Linked DNA regions of Mus musculus: region 1 is linked to region 2. A link is a contact called in public promoter capture Hi-C data. All regions are on one chromosome and are shown on one strand. Each heading gives the region's core, a stretch centred on a gene start, on an enhancer-like site or on the middle of the called end of the contact. The rest is flanking DNA. Distances are from core to core; before and after follow the strand shown. Region 1 overlaps Plg (plasminogen). Region 2 holds the start of Agpat4 (1-acylglycerol-3-phosphate O-acyltransferase 4 (lysophosphatidic acid acyltransferase, delta)).

The links. Promoter capture Hi-C pulls out the DNA fragments that hold promoters and counts their contacts.
Region 1: a contact with region 2 is called in a promoter capture Hi-C map of fetal liver, with 3 times the contacts expected there. The contact joins the enhancer-like site here to the promoter of Agpat4 in region 2. A contact is called at or near these places in 4 of 39 promoter capture datasets (cranial neural crest, fetal liver, neural stem cells and 1 more) and 1 of 484 Hi-C or Micro-C datasets (embryonic stem cells).

What each region holds. Positions count from the first base shown.
Region 1 is chr17:12,396,297-12,401,508 of GRCm38.p6, forward strand. It overlaps Plg (plasminogen), which reads left to right. Exons shown (of 19, transcript NM_008877.3): 9 at 257-399; 10 at 1,794-1,956. Among named protein-coding and RNA genes, the nearest start is that of Plg, 20 kb to the left of the region's middle. Within about 2 kb of position 1,270, at least 2 of the 459 cell types and tissues checked have an H3K27ac peak or open chromatin away from gene starts, as enhancers often do.
Region 2 is chr17:12,115,218-12,120,919 of GRCm38.p6, forward strand. It overlaps Agpat4 (1-acylglycerol-3-phosphate O-acyltransferase 4 (lysophosphatidic acid acyltransferase, delta)), which reads left to right and starts at 4,067. Exons shown (of 9, transcript NM_026644.2): 1 at 4,067-4,198.

The sequences.
Region 1 (5,212 bases), core at 20-2,519, 280 kb after region 2:
GGAACAATCGGTGCTCTTAACCACTGAGCCACTTCTAGCCCAAAGAATATATTTTAGTCATTGCTTCTTCTATGCCAGATAACCTGCCATGCCATGTGATGTCTAAGCCCAATTCAAGCTTCCTCTTGGTACCTGTCAATCATTCAGCATGCACGATTCTAGCGTGTTAGACATGTACAGCACTCCTTCTAACAAGCATGTGCACGCCTTGCTCACTGAAAGTCTTTGAAGCGCGAAACCCATACTTCCGTTCTAGAAATCTGGAAGAGAACTACTGCCGGAACCCAGATGGAGAAACTGCTCCCTGGTGCTATACCACTGACAGCCAGCTGAGGTGGGAGTACTGTGAGATTCCATCCTGCGAGTCCTCAGCATCACCAGACCAGTCAGATTCCTCAGGTAAGAGTGGGTCACAAGGGCTCACTGAGCAGCAGCACTATACAAGTTTGTCTCTACTGGCTTCTTTGCCATCTATCAGGGTGTGGTACCTTTGCTTCACTTAATCTTGCTGTGGGTCGGAGTGAGGCTTCTATCATTTCATTTGTAGTATTTCACCTGTTGTTTGCTCCGTAGCACAGGATTCAGCCTTGGTGAGAGATCCCCAAGCTCTTGAAATCTTGACTTTTGTTGTGGTTGGGAAGCTTATAAAAGTCAACTTGCAAACTCTATTAGGGTTCTGTATTCCTACTGTATTGCTTACAGGTCCGACTTTAACTGCAGATTAGTCTGTTTCGTTTGCTTCTGTTTGCTTTCTGTATTGTGAAGCTCTGTTGGTAGGCACGTACCCATTGAAGACCTCTTTATCTTCTCGATGGGATGATGTCTCCTCTGTCATGCCATTGTTTCTGAAAATACTCCTTCTGTCTCGGAAACTCTGAAGTTTATCTTTACTCATTTGAACAGAGACTTTGCAGCTCTGCCTACATTAGTGTTTGTGTGATGAGTCTCATTAGCCTTCTGACCGAGATATTTGCATTAATATCACTGTGCATGCTTGGCTTTAAGTCCATCATTAACGTAGTTATTCTGTCCGTGGTCTCCTTGCCACCATCCATCCTTTTCTTTTGTGTCATGTGGAACCCATTACCCAATTACTTTTAAGCTCACTGGCTGCTCGCTTAACCCTGCCGTCTGCTGATCAGTCTCTTGCAGGAATTCTTCATCTCCGATGCTGTGGGTTTTGCTCCTTGAATTTCTATTTTGTTCTTATTTTTTGAGGTTCCTGTGTCTGAGGATCCACTCACAAACTAACCAAGACTATTTCACAGTCCTAACCAGCTAGAGTCCTACTGTGGTCATCTCTGAGAATAAATGGCCTTTTTCTTATGTCCTAGAGGCAGGACCAGCTCTGCCCCATCCCCAGAAGCTCAAGGCTTTGGTATCCTATGACCAAAGAAAGTCTAGGGAAGTATGCAAGAATGATAGGTCTAGCCCCGTCCTGCCTGGTGCCCTCATTACAGAGCATCCTGGCCTCTTGTTCTCATGAACATCTGGTAGCAATTCATAAAAATAACTTGTACATAATGGCATTTCCAGTTATCAACACTCTGGCCAATCTTATTCATCTTCCAAGGTTTTTTTCAATACGTGGTACAACACTATAAATGGTGTACTTGTTGTGTGTGAGCATACACACACTACACACACATGCACACACACACACACACACACACACACACACACACACACACACACGTACAGAGAGACTGGTTTACTTCATGTGTCGTAAATTAGTGCTCAGGTCTGCCTGTTTCAGATCTTATTGGTCTCAATTTCTTCCGCTTTGATTTCAGTTCCACCAGAGGAGCAAACACCTGTGGTCCAGGAATGCTACCAGAGCGATGGGCAGAGCTATCGGGGTACATCGTCCACTACCATCACAGGGAAGAAGTGCCAGTCCTGGGCAGCTATGTTTCCACACAGGCATTCGAAGACCCCAGAGAACTTCCCAGATGCGTATGTCTTTGATTTTAACCATGAGAGGATTAATAGCTGGTTTAGGTTTCCATGTGCCCCATGCTTTAGGCTAACTCGTGTGGACCAAATTTCTCTGAGATTACTGAGGGCAGAATATGACAGGAACTTGGCTTTTGAGAAATAGGCCTGAACGAGGAGAAGCCATTAACTGGCTCCCTTTCCTGAGAAATTCTGTAGAAGCAAGGGGAATCAGTGGAGGTGGTAAGGTCCCACTGGTGAAATCCCTGTGAGAACAAGTCACCATAAAGCTTAGAACTAATACCACCGCTTCCCTGTGCTAAGGCTGATGCTGGCTCCCATCATTGGGCTGGGTCATTCCACTGCAAATCACTGGAGTGTAGTTTTATGTTTGGCTCACAGGCTAATATTTCTAGTGGCATCTGCATCTCCATTTCTTTCAGTCCTCACCTGGGAAGCCTTACTAGCCAGAAGCACAGTGCTCTCATGGGGTATGAGTTGCCAGAGAGCAAGAGTATTGGGGGCCATTGCAGTAAGACAGTGGAAGGAAGTGAGAGAATTAATTAAGGAGGGAGTGGGGGAGAGAGAAGGGAGGAAGGGAAGGAAGGAAGGAAGGAAGGAAGGAAGGGAAAGGAGAGAAAGAGGGAGGGAGGGAAGGGAATGAAGAGAAGGAGGAAGGGGAAGAAAGAAAGGAAGGAGGAAAGGAAGGAATGAAAGAAGGGATAACAGAAGGAAAGAAGGAAAAAGCAAATTAGGAAGAAAGGAAGGAAAGAAGGGATCAAGGATATGAGAGAGGAAAGAGGAAAGGAAGAAGGAATAAAGGGAGGGACAGAAGGAGAAAGGGAAGGAGAGAGGGGGGAAAAGAACAAACGATAGAAGAAGGGAGGGCCTCATGTTCTAAAATGAAGAACAAGCATCCTGATTCGCAGGCAGATGACCAATGGACACAGACAGTCATAGTGACTGAGTGAATTTACATGTTCAAAGAGCAGCAGGTATACATGAGGTCAACAGACAAGTCATTGGATGTCTGTCCTAGCTACACGCAATCGAACCATAACATTATAAACATCATCAGCAATGCTATAAAAACCAGAGACTATTTGATGAGGCCCACAGACAGCAATTGAGACCTTCCAGTGTCCTGTGTCAGCAGGAGGGGCACAGAAATGGGAACAGTTCAGAAACAAATCCTGTGTTTCTATGCAAACAGCTAAGCAGCTCAATGCCTAAAGAGCATCTTTTCCCAGAATGGTAAAGGAATGCTGTGTATAACACCTCCACTCCAACCCCGCCAACCCAAACCCCAAACCAGCAAATTCAAAGTGTGCACTCCTGACGTATACTTTCTATATCACACTAGACTTGCCATAGCTGTTAGATAGACTTCAGTGCAGAAGTGATAACTAAGGCTGAAATGTGAAACTTCTGGGGGGAGAAAAGAAGAGTATTTCCATAATCCAGGGAAAGGCAAATCTTTTAAGCAAAAATATTTTAAAGACTGATAATTTTTGTTTTTATAAAATGAAAATTTTACAAACGTCACCATTGAGAAAACAGATATGGGAGACTGGAGACTGGGAGAAAAAATATTCTCAATTCATATGTGTGACAGATGCCTCAAGTACAGAGACATAAGCGTTTTCCCCACCCATATTGTAAAAACAGTAGCAGACACAAATAGGTATTTCTCGGGACAGAGACACAAATGGCCAGTAGCCTGAGAAACACTGAGAAAGTCTGGCATTGTAGGCCATCAAAGAACTAAGAATAATAACTACAGGGAGACCCATCAGGCACAGGGTAGATGTGGCTACTCATAAAAAGACAGGAGTAAGGGGTGATTAGGGGCTTGGAGAACGATGTGTAAAGTGGGAAATTTTGGATTTTTTGGAGACTCTGTTGTGTCATATAATGTTTTTCTGAAAACTGTCTTATGAGAGAATGTTTTTGCTGAAGCAGACACATGAGAGGGGACAACTGAGTGCCATACATCATGACACACTTACCTGCATATACATATGCAGGTACACACACACACACACACACACACACACACACACACACACACACACGTATATGCAGGTATACATACACAGAATAATTCATTTATACAAACACAAAAAATAATTCATTAATTAAAACATAATCTAGCCATCAAAATACCTTAGCCGTCTCATGCACTTACTGTAAGTCCAAGGTATTTATAACTGGTAGGTTGTGGGCTGGAGAGATAGCTCAGTGCTTAACAGCACTGGTTGCTTTCTCAGTGGTCCTACATTCAATTCCTAGTAGCTCACACTTGGGTGTGACTGCAGTCCCAGGGGAACCATTCCTCTTCTGGTCTCTATAGGTAAAGCATGCATATAGCACACTGACGTTCAGGCAAACACTAAGACAAATAAAACAAAAATAAACATTAAAAAAAACCCTGATGGCTAAATAATACATACATACTTGCTTAAGTGTAAATACCACAATGACTTTGGAAATCTGCCTATGGCTTCTTGTAAGGTTAGGCAGACATGCGTTTACCCTATAACTCTGCAATTCTATTCCTGAATAGTTACCTAATGAAATAGAATCACTATTCCTCAAAGAAATATATATATTTTTTCGAGACAGGGTTTCTCTGTATAGCCCTGGCTATCCTGGAACTCACTTTATAGACCAGCCTGGCCTCGAACTAAGAAATCTGCCTGCCTCTGCCTCCTGAGTATTGGGACTAAAGGCGTGCGCCACCACACCCGGCTAAAGAAATCTTTAAGAATATGCATAGCGGGGCTAATGAGATGGCTCAGTGGGCAAAGGAGCTTTCTATGCAAACATGGCAACCCGAGTGAGCTCCCCTGAACCCGGGTCAAGAGGGAAGGATAGGTCTGACAAAGTTTTCATCTAACCTAGCCCTAGTAATATAGCCTTGGCTGGCCTAGACCTGGCCTGGATCTCACATACATCCACCTACCTGCTTCTGTTTCCTGAGTGCAGAAATTAGGGGAACAAACCACCACACCTGGGTAAATAGTTTTCTTTTTTAAAGAAAAATATTCATAGATTTGCTTATTTATGAAGACTATCATGAAGAATATTCATTTATTTATGATAGCCCAAGACTGAACAACAGTAATGATCGTCAATAGAAAAGTGTGAATTAATACTTTTTGGTACAATCATGCAATGAAAGGAGCTCAGAAATTTTATACCAAGGAAAGAATATATAAAAGTGTACGTTCGGTGGGAATCCTTTTATTGAGAAGAGATGCTAAACTATTTGGGA
Region 2 (5,702 bases), core at 2,817-5,316:
AGAATACCCTGACAGGGGGCTAGACAATGCAACATGGTGGTTTGAATAAGAATGCCTCCCATACGTGAATGCTTAGGCATTGGGGAGTGGCACTACTTGAGAAGGATCAGAAGGTGTGGCCTAGTTGGTGTAGGTGTGGCCTTATTGGAGGAAATTTGTCACAGGGAGTTGGGCTTTGAGGTTTCAAAAGCCCAAGCCAGGCCCAGTGCTACTCTGCTTCCTATAGATCCAGATGTAGTTCTCAGCTACTACTCCAGCACCTCTCCTGCAAGCCAGCCTGCATCTCACCATGGTGACAATGGACTAAACCTCTGAACCTGTAAGCCAGCCCCAATTAAATGCTCTCCCTTGGTCATGGTCTCTTCATAGCAATAGAACACTGACTAAGACAGAAGCACTCACTACTCCTGCCGAGGACCTGAGCTCAATTCCAGCAGCCATGCATGCCAGACAACTCAAACCACCCAGTTCCTGCTCCAGGGGAACTTATGCTGTTGTGTGCATATGCTTACACAGATACATGCATGTACACACACACACACATATGTACACACAGAGATATATTCATACACACTCATACACATATACAGATATGTGCACAAACACACTCACACTGATACATCCACACACAGATACATCCACACATGCATTCACACATGTGTGCACACACAGGCATACTCACATAGATCCATGCACACAGAGACACAGATGCACACATACACTCATACATACATACACACACACACACACACACACACACACACACACAAAATCTTTTTTTAAAATACCCAGACAAAAGCTACTTAAGAAGGAAGGACTTACTTCTTTTACATAACATGTGTGGGGGGCTGTGGGGGGGGTGTAGTGTGTGGGGGGTGTTTTGCCCACATGCATGTATGTACTGGGTGCCCTCAGAGGCTAGAGGAGGGCTTTAGATCCCTTGCAACTGGTGGACAGTTTTCAACTACAAGCCACGGTACTTCTCACCACTATGATAATGAACTAAAGTCCTGACACTAAGCCATTTTGGGTGCTGAGAATCGACTCTGGAAGAGCAATCAGTGTTCTTGACTGATGAGGCATCTCTCCAGGTCCTGAGCATAAAACTTAAAAAAAAATTATTTTATATATACATTATAAAGGAACTGAAAGTTAATGTTATACACCATTGAATAATTAGCATGTCTGCACTTTGATAGTGACCGCGTACAAGAGGGAGGTGTCACACAAAAGCTCTAGTTGTTCTGGATTTTGGAAACTTTAGGATTTTTAGGTTAGGGATTGTCAGCCTGAATTGTCTTCTTTGCAATAATTCTTGCTGTCATGATGGAAATAGCGCCCCATCCCCCTTAGAGTCTGAAATGAAGGAAGAGACTCTGCTGACCACTCCGCCCTCTTCCCTTTGCCTGTTCTTTGACCAAGGTGGAGCCCCTATCCACTGGAGACCTTGTGTCCATGCAGTATCACGATTGTTTACACGTCTCTTTCCCTTCTGAGATTGAGTGCTACCCCATTTGTTTTTGTGGCTTGGATTCCCAAGAGATATTTGCTGAGCTGAACTGTTAGATTATGACAGAAATGTTTATAACCCTCTGTGAATATAGACACAGGAGGCAGAGTCTAATTGCGACTCTTAAATAAAACGCCTAGAATTCAACCCACCAATACCTTCCCATCCCTCAGATAGGTTTCTAAGATCATGAGCTCTTAGCAATATTGGCTAACAGACAAGGCCTTAGCAATAGTAAGGATCAGAATTGAATCGTAATAATGAAATAAAAACATTAAATATTGAGCTTGGGGCAAGAGCTGCAATTGTCAAATTTTTAATTTCCTGCTGTTTTTACCAAAATCACTCACTGTAACTATAATCAGTGTAATGTAAATTTATGGAAGACTCAGATATTATTGTTATTGTTTGTTTGTTTGTTTGTTTGTTTGTTTGTTTGTTTTTTGAGATGGTTTTTCTGTATAATCCTGGCTGTCCTGGAACTAGTTTGTTTGTTTTTTGAGATGGTTTTTCTGTACAATCCTGGCTGTCCTGGAACTAGCTCTGTAGATCAGGCTGGTCTGAAACTCAGAGATCCATCCACCTGTCTCTGCCTTCTGAGCGCTGAGACTCCAGGCATGTTCCACAACATCCAGCAACAAGTCTCAAATTCTAAAATTAAATTTCCACCCAAAATGCCACTATGAAAAAAAAATTAACTATCTGGAAAGTATTTTTGGAAAACTCATTGATTCCCGTCAACAATAAAATCACAAAATATGGGCTGGTGAGATGGCTCAGCGGTTAAGAGCACTGGCTACTCTTCCAAAGGTCCTGAGTTCAAATCCCAGCAACCACATGGTGGCTCACAACCATCTCTAATGAAATCTGATGCCCTCTTCTGGAGTGTGGAAGACAGCTACAGTGTACTCACATATAATAAATAAATAAATCTTAAAAAAAATAAATAAAATGGTATGGTCAATGTTTAAAAAAAGTCACAAAATATAACTTGAAAAGTTATAAGAGAGAATTTTACTGGGGAGAGGGGGTGCTGAGACCATTTCTCTATGTGGCCAGAGGGGATTGAATGTTCTAGAAGCTAGAGTTAACAAGAACAAGAACTTAAATATTACATTGGATTCCAAGAACAAAAATTCGGAGTAATTTATGTTATGTGTGTGTGTGTGTGTGTGTGTGTGTGTGTGTGTGTATATGCGTGCGCGCGTGTGTACTTATGTGAGTTTATGTGCACCACATTCATGCAGGTGCCCCTGGCCAACATCAGAGAGTGATGGATTCCGTAGAGTTAAAGGCAATTGTGAGCTGCCAGGTGCCTGAAACTGAACCCTGACTTATTCAAGAGCGGTAAGCACTCTTAAACCCGGAGCCACCTCATCTCTCCAGTACTTATAGGAAACTCTTTACTAACAACTTTTATAGCCCTTGCTAGCCGTTCAAGTTAATTTTTACACCCCACAAATGGGCTTTCGGTTTGGATTCTTCCTTATGCCCTCCACCCTCACTCCATTTGGCTTTGCTCCTCTCACATTCTAGATGATCTTCAGGATGTCAAAGTCCAAACCCTTTTCCTGCTTCTTGAGTACCTTCTTCTTGGCTCCTGTCTGCAGGGCAAGCTATTTGCCGTGCTTCTGCAGCCTGGAGGAGGAACTTCTCAGTACTGCTCGCGCTAGAAAGTAGAGCGACCACGGGGCATTCTTTCTGTAAATATGTAAACATCTGCGACAGTGTCTTGAACAGCCCGTATTTGAAGGGCACTTTAGGCACCCAGAGATTGAATTCACCTTTCCAGGAATGTCACAGACCTGGCCTTTGCGCACTTCCAACACCGCCCCCCCCCCGCCCCCTTAAAGTTTCAGGACTCTGTTCGGTTAATCTGCTCAGACCCTTGCTAACTTAACAAGAGTGTAAATGTCATGTGCATGTGTGTGTTGCCTGCTTGTGCGCACTAGCATGAGTAGGCAGTCCTGGCACCCGCTGGCACCCAGCTTTGGAAGGAGAGCATCCATCCACAGGAGCTCCGGGCATCCTAGGTCTGTTGGTCCTAGTCTCGGGAACGCTGGGCGTGATCTTGGAAGGGGCTTCCGGGCTGGCGGAGTGGTGGCCAGGAGAGGTGAGCAAGGCACTAGAGTGCGCGGGCTTCAGCTTTCATCCTGTTTTCCCCCCACCCCCACCCCCAAACGAAATGGCACAGGGGACTTGGGGCGTGGGGGGGGGGGCAATTTCCAGGGCAGGAGGCCGAGGTTTCTCAGGCTGTTTGCACGGGGATGCAACAGGGCTCTTGAGCTGGGCGAGTGGCGGCAGGCCACTGGGATGGCTTTGTTATCCACGCGGGTGACTACTCGATCCCAATCCCCATCTGGCTCCAACAGGAGGCCGAGCTGGACACTTCTTTACACTCATTGGAAGGAGAGGGTGACTCATGTTACACGGGGTCCGAGCTTCCCTCCCAGTAGCTGCTAAGTCGTAGCTTTAAAAGGAAGTGACATGGGTGGGGAGAGACGTCAGCCGAGGACCACCTTTTTTTCCCTTCCCGAAGGGTCCACCCCTTTGGGTGGAGTCTCGCTTTTTCTTTCCAGTGTTGGCTGACTTACAGCTTCTCTAAAGTAGAGGCAGTTTCTGAACCTCAGGCTCCTGCCTCGCAGTTCTGGCTTGTGAGCACCAATGCAAAGAACTGCCCGGAGCGAGGTAGGTGGTGTTGGTACGATTACCAGGCACCTTCTCCTGGGGTGTGGCGTGTGATGATCGGATGCCCTTCTCTGGCAGGGGTCCCTCTGCTCGGCTGGTTTCCTAGTACTTTGGAAGGGATAGGCTCGGAGCGGGATGCTGGTGGGGTTGGAGCGAATGATGCGGGGGTGGGGGTGGGGGCAGAGGGAGGAGCACCGGGGCTCCGCGACCACTGCTTTGTGCCAGATTGTGAGGAGCTTTCTGGGGGCTCTGCGAGCAGCCCTCCCAGGGTGGAAGCATTTTCTTGGCTACCGTGAAGGTGTAGCGATGGCTCCTGTTACATATACGGGCTCTCTTTTCGTGCAACACGTTCTTCTGTCTCTGGTGTTTCTATGACAACCACAAAAATATACTCCACAAAAATACAGTCCCAATCTAAATTGATTTATTTGTATTTCCTTCCTGGGCTTGGCCTGGCTGGGCCTCGCTGGAACGCAACGTGACTCTGTAGATACCCCCTCCTCTCGTTTTCATTTTGGTTTTTCCCTATCGCAGGAGGGCTGGGGGAGGGGAGTTGTCAAGGAAACAGGCATTTGTAATCACCGCTTTATTTACTTAAATTTAAGCTTCTGGGTTCTCCATCATATGTCGGGATTTTTAAAGGGAGTTCTTTTATGTTTTTGAAGCTTTCCAGTATTAAGGGCAGCTTTTAGAAACTTAACTAATTTCTTAAGACATGATATTGAACAAACTAAGAGGGGCAGGGGGATTTAACTCTTTATAGGAGGATACTGCATTGAAATAAAGTGTTGCAAAGTACCTGATAATTCACACTGGTAAATATGTTATCAGCTGTTCAGGCTCACCCACAAGTCTAAACATGTATAAAACGAGTCTTGGCTCTATTCTGAACTTCATTTAGCCACAAATCAAAGTTCAGTTAGCATAAGAAATGCTAACTACCCAGCTGGGTCTCTAGGGTATTGTTCTGTGGTGCTCTCACCTGGATTACCCAGTGTTTACCCTCTAGTCTTTCCAAACCTGGCACGGATCTGCTCATCTGAAGTTATCACTCAGCATCTCCTACTGGGGGGAAAAAGTTATCTCAAGAGGAGGGAAACGTAGTGTGGATGTGTGCATGTGTGTCTCTGTATATCGGGGGTGGGTGGGTAAGGTTCCTTTTGAGAAAAACAATTAAGACTCCCAAGTTAGAGGTATGATATCCTTCTGGTGCAACGTAGGGAGGAAAAAACAAACCTTCAGAAGAAAACTAAGACACGAGAGGAAATTATCACCTACCCAGTAATAAGCAGAGGTGGACAAAACTTGATACAAATAATTCATTGCTTAGAAGGCAGGCCCATTAGTGGTTTTGGGTGCTGCTTATATTCAGTACCTCTGAAGCAAGCCTGATAATGGACCCTCTTCTAATGTGCATGCCCAGTACCAGAATTCCTTCCTTATTGGTACCAATATAGAGTCCTGTATTACTGAGATTATCTGTGGTAAGAATTTAAAAGGCCTC